3 separate regions of the Zea mays genome follow, and regions 1 and 2 are each linked to region 3. A link is a contact called in public Hi-C data. All regions are on one chromosome and are shown on one strand. The core of a region is the stretch at or near the end of the contact, and the rest is flanking DNA. Distances in the headings are between cores, read along the strand shown.

Region 1 (2,862 bases), core at 84-2,583, 130 kb after region 3:
TCCTAATTCTTGCACCAAGACAGCCGAACAGGAAGGGGAAGCCGCCAAGCCGGCAAGCCGGCGCGACACCGTGATTCTGGACTGAGACTGCCGTATGGAACAATGGGTGGCTCCGTGGCTGACCTGTGGACGCCGGAGTTGGTGACGCCGCCGACCGCCGTGGAGGAGCCGAGCCGCCGGCGAGGAGCAGAAAACAAATGCCCGCTACGAACCGTGGAGGGAGGCAGGAAGCAGGGCGTAGGGCCACAGGGAGGTGAGGAGGTCGCTGACTGCCCAGCTTGCTGGTTGCTAGATCCATGGAGGGCGTGCAGCGGCCGTCGAGCTTGTCGTAGTGGGCACCGGCGACCAGCCGTCGACCTCGAGTCCTTGAGCAAGCAACAGAATGCGAGCCGCCATGGCAAGGTTGAGGCTAGGTCCATCAGGGTTGCAGTTGCCATATGCCCAGGCTTCAAGTGGAGAGGAAGGATAAATGGGCCAGAATTTTTTGGATGAAAAAACCTAAGTATAAATGGATATTTGGGCCACGACCCGGGCCATGACCCAGGTGGCCCGAGACCCAAATCCGCCCCTGTATGTAAGTGATAATCCGAATTGCTAGAACAAATTTAATATTTTGAAATAGATATGTATAAAATTTGATGTTGATATTTTTATGTTATCAAGCACATTATTATAAATAAGAATATTTTTTTTGCATAAATTGTTGTATGCATTATTTGCTCCATACAACAAAAAATTTTAAAAACCAAATTTGTATCCGAATTCATACCGAATTTTAAATCTATCATTTAAGAAATTATATAATAATTTTGTGAATTTTCTTTTATGGATTTTTACATGTTTAATGCTTAAAAACAAGAATATAATATTGCATATTACGATCAAAGTAAAAGACACAAAATCGGTATCTAAATAGTTATCGTTTTCATCCTGTCCGCAGCCACCGTGGCCTCGTCACGGGAGCCTAGGCCCTAGAGGCAGGGCGTTGGCGAGGTCGAGCGAGTCCGCGAGGCGGGCGGCCGTGGTGGCGTTGACGAGGGGGGAGTCGGAGTCGGAGTCGGAGTCGGAGTCCAGTTTGTTATGCAACACCGTCGCGACGCACAAGACTCCGATCTCACGGAAGAAATTTCCACCCCGTTTTTTTGGGAATCCATACTGAACCTCGGATCCATGATCAAGGGATGAAAATTATCCATGATGACGTCATAGCATGGTTGTGTTGCGCAGATATCTCCGGCCGTTTGGAAGGAGAAGGCCTATTAAAGGCCCAACTATACACAGGCCGCCTATATAAAAGGAGAGAACTAACCCTAAACTCCCAACCTTCGCCTCTCCTCCCGTTGTCAGCCGCCGTGCCTGTTCTCTCTGCCTTTCTAAAAGTGCGGCGACTGGTTGGGCTGCCGCCGACTGCCGGGGCCTTCGCCGACCTCTTCGCCGGCGAAGAGGTCCCATCAGGTATTGCCAAAATGAGTTCCCAAACTCTAATCTCAAACTATTTGGCTGTTTGATCGATGCCTGTTAGCTTCTAAGTTTTTTGCAAAAAAATATCGGGTGTACATGCCTTTGCTAGATCCCACCCTAACTGTTGGTGTGGTGCAGGAGAAGGAGTAGATCGTCGACCCAGAACCCTCGCTGATGGCGACTTTCGCGAAACCTGAGAACGCGCTGAAGAGAGCCGAAGGTGAGTTGCTGGGACTTGGGATCGATTTTTATCTGCGGGTGGTAGTTGTTGATGCTATGCCTGCTGCATGCGGGATTTGTCAGACCCTTGCGAATTAGCATAGCGTGAAGATGATGCGTGTGTTACTTGCTCTGATTGAATAGGGAATGTTTACTGCTGACGAATCTATTTACTGCTTGGTTCTAAATGTTAGTTTAGTTTGAAAGTTGGAATATTGACTACATTGATATTGTTACATTGATTAGGTGAACCTTGCTTCCTGCATACAAATAAATATTAGCCAGTTGTCTGTTCTCATTACATGAGGTATTTTGTCCCATTGAGATTTTTGTTTTGTTTTGTTTTGATGAATTATGTCATGCAATTGGTGGGAAGATAGAGAGAAATAGAGGAGTAGGTACAAGATGAGTTCAAAGTTTTGATCAAATTCCTAAAGAAATTCGTGATTTTTGGGTTTTTGCATAGGTGAACCAAAAAATTCAGTTAGAAATACTTAAAAATGCTACAATGTATATCGAAGTTAACACACCACTACACCTATCTTTAATAATTTGTGAAAAGCGTCCAGCCCTCCAGCATATGATATCTAGGGATAAAATCCCACTCCACTAAATGGAACCTTGTAAAGTTTATGCAACATAAAAATGATTTGTTTAATTTACCTGAAAACAACCAGGAAGGCTGGAATTTGAGGATTCTTGTGACTGTCAATTAAAAAACATGGTTGCAAATTCTTAAGAATCTGCTCGTATTGGTGTGTTGTCATAAAAGATGTGTATGCTGATCGCTTCCTCTGCTTTTATTTCAGAATTAATCCATGTTGGTCAAAAGCAGTCAGCCCTGCAGGCTTTACATGATCTCATTACCTCGAAAAGGTACAGGTCATGGCAGAAGCCTCTCGAAAAGATCATGATGAAGTATGTAGAACTCTGTGTTGACCTGAGGAAAGGCAGATTTGCAAAAGATGGTCTTATTCAGTATAGGATTGTCTGCCAGCAAGTAAACGTGTCATCCTTGGAGGATGTCATAAAGCACTTCATGCAGCTTTCAAATGAGAAAGCTGAACAAGCTAAGAGTCAGGTCGAAGCACTGGAAGATGCTCTGGATGTCGAAGATCTTGAAGCAGACAAGCGTCCCGAGGACCTCATGCTCAGTTTTGTCAGTGGGGAGAAAGGAAAGGA
Region 2 (2,837 bases), core at 214-2,713, 170 kb before region 3:
AAAGTTATTTAGTTTTGTTGTTGATTATACATCAGTGGAAACATCAAGATTCATGAGTCAACCAAGTATCACATTGACCAAATTGAACAAACGATAGATCAAGGTTGTGTTCATTGAGAATGTAATACGGGAGAATGAACATACATTAAACAGTAAATTTCTATTTCCTTTTATAGCAAAAAATCATGTACTAATGCAGAACAAACAAGATGTTCACACACGTTCATTTACTTCTCGTGACTAATCTCATAGGCTACACACAATTGCTCTATAGTGACAAAAATGTGATGCTCTAAGTGTCATGCTCATGTGTGGATGGTTGGAAAGATGACATTACTTGTGCATGATTGGTACGAGAGGTTGTCGAGTGTTATGCTAATGCGAGACGAGTCACACGTTAACGTGCTCCTTTTAGCTCTTACCAGCATTCATTGTCACTTTAGTCACCACGTGAGGTGCACGCCTGATGATGCATGCAAGACTTATCCTCTTCCACTCTCCGATATAGCTATGGAAAGGCGAGACCCACGATGTTCTCTAGTCGTGACATCGATCTTGTTGGTTTCCCCCTCCACTAACCTAGCCAAAGGTCGAAGTGTTCAAGTAGGTATATGTTCTATAATGGAGTCAATGGTGGCATTTTTTGGCAGGTTGTTGTCCCTCCAAACCGCTGACGCCATCCTGCGTGTCATAGCCTATGCAATGATATCCTTATGGGGTACGTTTCTTCCCACAAGTTTGGTTGCTAGTTTTATTTATTTTTCTATGTGTGTGGGTGGGTGGGTGGGTGGGGGGGTATTGCTACCTTGTCGATGTGGGTTTCTAATGTCTGTTACCCGGCCATTAGAACTTGAATGTATCAATTACTTCTTTTCTTAGCAAGAAAGGGACCTTGCCAAAGGCCATTCAACATGTGTTGTTGATGATGATTCTATCACCTTATATGATTGGAATTTGAAGGCGTCGGTCACTTCTTTCCCTAATTTGCAAGGCAATGTCCTTGCCTATTGTTCATGGATGCGGAGACACATCCTTAACATCGTATGTCCATCTCGAGTACTTTACTCTGATCAGCTTCGACAAGGCTATATCATTCATTCTAGGTTTGAAGGAGGGTGAAAGAGAAGTTTCAAAACCTGCAAGGACTTTGTTTCTTAGTCTCAGTGGGTCTTCCTGTATCGGGTTGTTTGCGTAAGTTAAATAGTGCATTAATATTAATATCAGTCCAACTCCAACGAAGTTTCCTTTAAGAAAACAAAATCCTACGCGGGCGCATGCAGTAATCGGATATACACGTACTTGGATAGTTGGATGGCAGTTGGCAATAAAAGGCGTGCATGACACGTTCGCTGTGTACAGGCTAAGCCATCTGTCATCGCTCTTAACCCCACGTAGCAGCAATCCAACGCGCCCACCTCCGTCCATAAATCCACAAGGCCCCCGGAGTCTCTGCCCAGCGGGCCCGGCAGTCCCACAAGATCACAGCACATACGCTTCCTCCATTCCACTCGGCCGCGACCGCGACCGCGACGGCGAGCGAGGGGCCGAGGTGGGACGCCGCGCCGCTTCTGCAGAAAGAAAAAGGCCAGGTGAGGTGCTCGACGCGGGAGCGGGACCGGAGTAGCGCCAGCGTCCCATTCCCGGCCAACCTCCCTGTTCATCTCCATGCCGACCTGACTCGGTATGATAAGATCCATGTGATCCAGAGCCTGATCCGAACACGATCCCTTTCTCCCCTTTCCCTGCGTAGTGCGGAGCTCCAGTGAAGGAACCAAACAGCGCAACACACGAACACACCAGGCGGCAGGCTCCACCCCGTCCTTTTCCTGCCTTTTCCCCCCGTCGAGTTAATCCATCCAGTCGCCAAAAGCTTTGCTAAATTTCACGTGTCTCGCCTCGAGTCGTCCCTAATCCGACGATGCCTTGTTCTACTCCTAAAAAAACCCAAATATCCTGACTTTCTCTTGCTGCTAGCCTCCCTTTTCCCTTCTCCCTTAATCGCACTGTTGGAAGCTCTTCGCTGTCACCCCCACCCACCTCCGGCGCTCTTTTTTAGCATTTTCCTTGGGCTCTGGACTCCAAAATCCCAGCCTTTTGTTTGCTTCTCTGTCTCCTGCTGATTGGTGTCCCCGGGTCCAGGACTCTTGATTTGCTCCTCGCGGGGGTTCGGTCCCATGGCGGCAGCTGCGCTGGCAATGGCAGAGCAGGTGGTGGCCGAGCTCCGAGTGAGGTGTGAGACGCCGCCGTCGATGCTGCGCGAGGTGGCCGTGGAGATGGCCCGCGAGATGGGCGCGGGGCTGGAGAAGGACGGCGGGAGCAGGGTCAAGATGCTCCTCTCCTACGTCGATAAGCTCCCCACAGGGTTCGTGCTTCTGAACCTGTCTTTCTTGCTCTGTTTGTATGATGATCAGAGGATGATTTTGCGTCCTGTTGCTTGTTTGGTAGTCCTAACAATAACAGGATGGTGTAAAGACCTCGTTCAGGAAACAGTATTTTGTAGAAAGTCGTGATGTGTTCCTTCCATGCTCGGCATCACTATTATTGAGAGGATATAGCATATCAACATGTTTCTGTTTTTTTATTCTTTTTGGTAATAATTTATATGACTGGATTTGAGAACGATGTATCTATGGAATGAATTTGGCCATCATATGCAATAGATTCTACGTCTGAATCTGATAGCATAAAAGGACTATCCAACTGTACAGTGATTTATGTGAGCTTCAAGCTACCTGATGCATATAGACATAATCTAAGGATAATTGTTGTAAAGAGGCAGGCAAATCCATCTGCCTTGAGCACACCGTTACAGTATTTTACTTGTACCACTGACTTCA
Region 3 (3,051 bases), core at 113-2,612:
GCATTGCATTGGGCGCCCGATGTTCTAGTGCTTTAACGAAAGAAATGCAGGCAAGTTTGCCCACGCTTCAGTGCCACCGCTTCCATCCGGCAACAGGCAACAGGCAACAGCCAGTGGGGGGTGTTGGTCGATCTCTGTGGCCGTCCGCTGATGCTGGTAGTTGACTGCCTCCATCCGCGTGACGACGGATAAGATGACGGTGCCTAGGCAAGATAGACGAGCTGAAACGCTGGCCCAACCCAAAATCGTATGGGTAGTATGCTGCGTCTTCTTCCAGAGGCGGTAGCTAGCTAGATATATGAGCGAGCACGCCACGGCTGCGCGGTACGTGTTAGCCTCTCTTTTGATCAGTGATCGGCAACCAAAGGAGCGGGATGAGGCCGCCCCGCTTTTCTATCGGTGATCAGTGATGAGTAGCAAAAGAAACGGGGCGGCGATCCTTTCACCACCGCCTTTGCGCGACTTGATTAGTGGGCAGGACCACGGCGTCAGGCTAGCTGGTCCGCCAACGACAGCGATTTTTAGCCAAGCTCATCCAGCGGCCCTCCCTCCTGGTTGAAGAATTGCGATGAAAAATAGGGGCGTGCTAGTCTCAACATTACAGCTTCCTTTCACAGCCAGAAAAAAAATCACAATGTCCAACCAAAACATGGAGTCGTCACAAACTTATTCCATATATATAGCTTTCCACGTACATAGGGGCGTGTTTTGGCTAAGGTGCCACACGCGGCTGCCGCATGAGGCCGAGGCGCAGTGTTGGAAATTGGCGGCATCATAAACGTGACGTTGTTTTCAACGGGAAATTAACGTACGTAGTGGCCCCGTCACACGTGAAAAGCCCAAGGAAAAACAGCAACTTTCGTCTGTGTCATTCAAATATATTTTCCTCGTTGTTTTACATCATCACCAGCAACATATAAAGATAGGAAATTTGGGTGTCCTAATTCTCCTAACGATGGTATGGAATGGTAAAAGCTAAAGCGTGGTATGGACGTATGGTGTGGTTTAGAACGAATGGGGGGCTAGATTAATAACGCAGCAGTGCACCCCACTGACTAAGGATATGATCATCCCGCCCAACGAATGATCGATCATCCCGTCGGCTACAGCGGGGGAAGCACGCAGTCAATACCCGTGGTCGGCAGCCCGCAGCCCGCAGCCAGCAGCCCCCGCAGACCGCAGACCGCGCAGCAGTACCTCCAGCCAGCCCTCCACTCCCCGTCCGTCCCGACGTGCGCGTGCGCCGCACACGCGCAAGCGCAACTGCTCAAAACCGCACCGCGCCGAGCCGCAGCCGCCGAGGCCCCTGGCTTTCCCTTTTTATACCCCTCGCCACCCGCATCCCCCTGCTCCATCCCCCCCTCTCCACACTGCCAACTCGCTCCGAAGAGGGAGGAGGACGACGCCGGTTGCCACTGCCACTGCCGCGCCGCGCCGCTCCCGTCTCCCCTCCCTCCGCGGGAACTCGACGCCACCATGCTGTCCACGCGCACCGCCGCCGTCGCCGCCTCCGCGTCCCCCGCCTCCCCGGTACGTTCCGGACCGTTCCACGAGCGCCCGGCCCGGCCCAACTAACCACCTTTCGACGCCACCACCTTCCCTCCGCTAGCGACTCCCTCCCGGTGCTTCTCCCGCGCGGTTTGGGCATCGCAGGTTGCCACCGCCTCATCGTTTGGGCTTGTGTGTGTGTGTGTCGCAGTGGAAGCTGGGAGGACGGAGCGAGGGCGGCGCCAGCTGCGACGGATGCCGGACCTACAGGAACACCCTGCGGAGGAGGGCCGCGCCCGCCAAGGTGCGCGCCTTGCCGCCCAGGCGGGTGGACGCGGTCGCGATGGTCTCCAACGCGGAGACGGAGACGGAGAAGGAGCAGGAGGAGGCGGCGGCCGCCAGCGAGGAGCTGCCCGTCATGCCCTGGGCCACCTCCGTCGCAAGGTGAGCCGCGCCCAATCGTCTAACAATTGCTTGCTCGCGTGCTTTTGACTAGCTGCATTATCCTGCCCTGACGCCTTCACCCAAGTCAGCTTTACAATTAGTCTGCCTTTTATTTTAGTTTCAATACCGATTTATCGAAACATGCTTCAGTTCAGCCTAACTAAGAAGCTCCAGCCTGATATATATATAGTCTAGATTTGTTACATACTAGACTAGATCACCGTATGTCACATGGGAGTTTCTAGCAAGTTTCAGTTTTGGAATGTTTTTTTTTGGCCTTGTCGTAGAATTCTGAATCCTTCTGAATCGGGTTGGAGTCAGATAACCTCATGCTGAGTTTGGTCCACAGTTGTTGAACAAAAAGCTAGGAGTTGTCTGCTTTGCTTTGGATTTGTCCTGTTCCGTCCAAGTATATTCTAAGCTGGCCCACAGCTATGACGAATTTGTCTGGTTTCTTCCACTACGCCTTGGACAGTGAAATACGATGATCGAATTTGTCACGTAATCTACTGTGAATGACAACGTTCGCCCCGCAGAATGATAGCTTGTGGAGCATCAATATGGTCGTGTCAAACAAAGAAAAAAAAAATCTGGGCTCTAGAATGTTCGTGGCCGGATGCAAAGCTTTTCTTTGAATCTACGACCCTAATTCTTTCCACTGAATAAGCTTCATTCACCTGGTTGAAAAAACATGCTAACATTTCTTATTTCTAAATCAGCGGTTACACCCTTTTGAGGGATCCACACCACAACAAGGGTCTTGCTTTCACAGAGGAGGAAAGGGATGGACACTACTTGCGTGGACTGCTTCCTCCGGCAGTACTATCTCAGGAACTCCAAGTATGGGGCACATTAAACAGTACATGTTCTTGTGCTGCGCTTTTTTTCTTTTTATACTTAATGAAGGTCACTTTACTGTATATGTAGATTAAGAAGTTCATGAACACCCTGCGGCAGTACCAGACCCCTTTGCAGCGGTATATAGCTATGATGAACCTTCAGGTAGTCCCAGTTTATCCTTTCTACTCTTATATGAAAGCTTGTGATGGCCAGCGTAATTGATATGAGATGATCATTTAGAATGAATGGTTGGTTGGATCGTTGTGCTTAACACTTCCT

Evidence for each region. A called contact is a pair of places that touch in the nucleus more often than the background predicts.
Region 1: a contact with region 3 is called in a Hi-C map of leaf, with 3 times the contacts expected there. The contact joins the promoter of LOC542747 here to the promoter of LOC542233 in region 3. A contact is called at or near these places in 5 of 25 Hi-C or Micro-C datasets (ear, endosperm, leaf and 1 more).
Region 2: a contact with region 3 is called in a Hi-C map of ear, with 1.7 times the contacts expected there. The contact joins the promoter of LOC100192075 here to the promoter of LOC542233 in region 3. A contact is called at or near these places in 2 of 25 Hi-C or Micro-C datasets (ear and endosperm).

The regions. Positions count from the first base shown.
Region 1 is chr3:7,314,339-7,317,200 of Zm-B73-REFERENCE-NAM-5.0, forward strand. LOC542747 (eukaryotic initiation factor 3) reads left to right here and starts at 1,334. Exons shown (of 14, transcript NM_001112256.2): 1 at 1,334-1,455; 2 at 1,600-1,681; 3 at 2,490-2,862. The coding sequence starts at 1,636.
Region 2 is chr3:7,008,591-7,011,427 of Zm-B73-REFERENCE-NAM-5.0, forward strand. It overlaps LOC100192075 (hexokinase1), which reads left to right and starts at 1,464. Exons shown (of 10, transcript NM_001137498.1): 1 at 1,464-1,681; 2 at 2,140-2,362. The coding sequence starts at 2,175.
Region 3 is chr3:7,183,413-7,186,463 of Zm-B73-REFERENCE-NAM-5.0, forward strand. It overlaps LOC542233 (NADP malic enzyme 3), which reads left to right and starts at 1,363. Exons shown (of 20, transcript NM_001111843.1): 1 at 1,363-1,530; 2 at 1,700-1,932; 3 at 2,652-2,772; 4 at 2,860-2,934. The coding sequence starts at 1,477.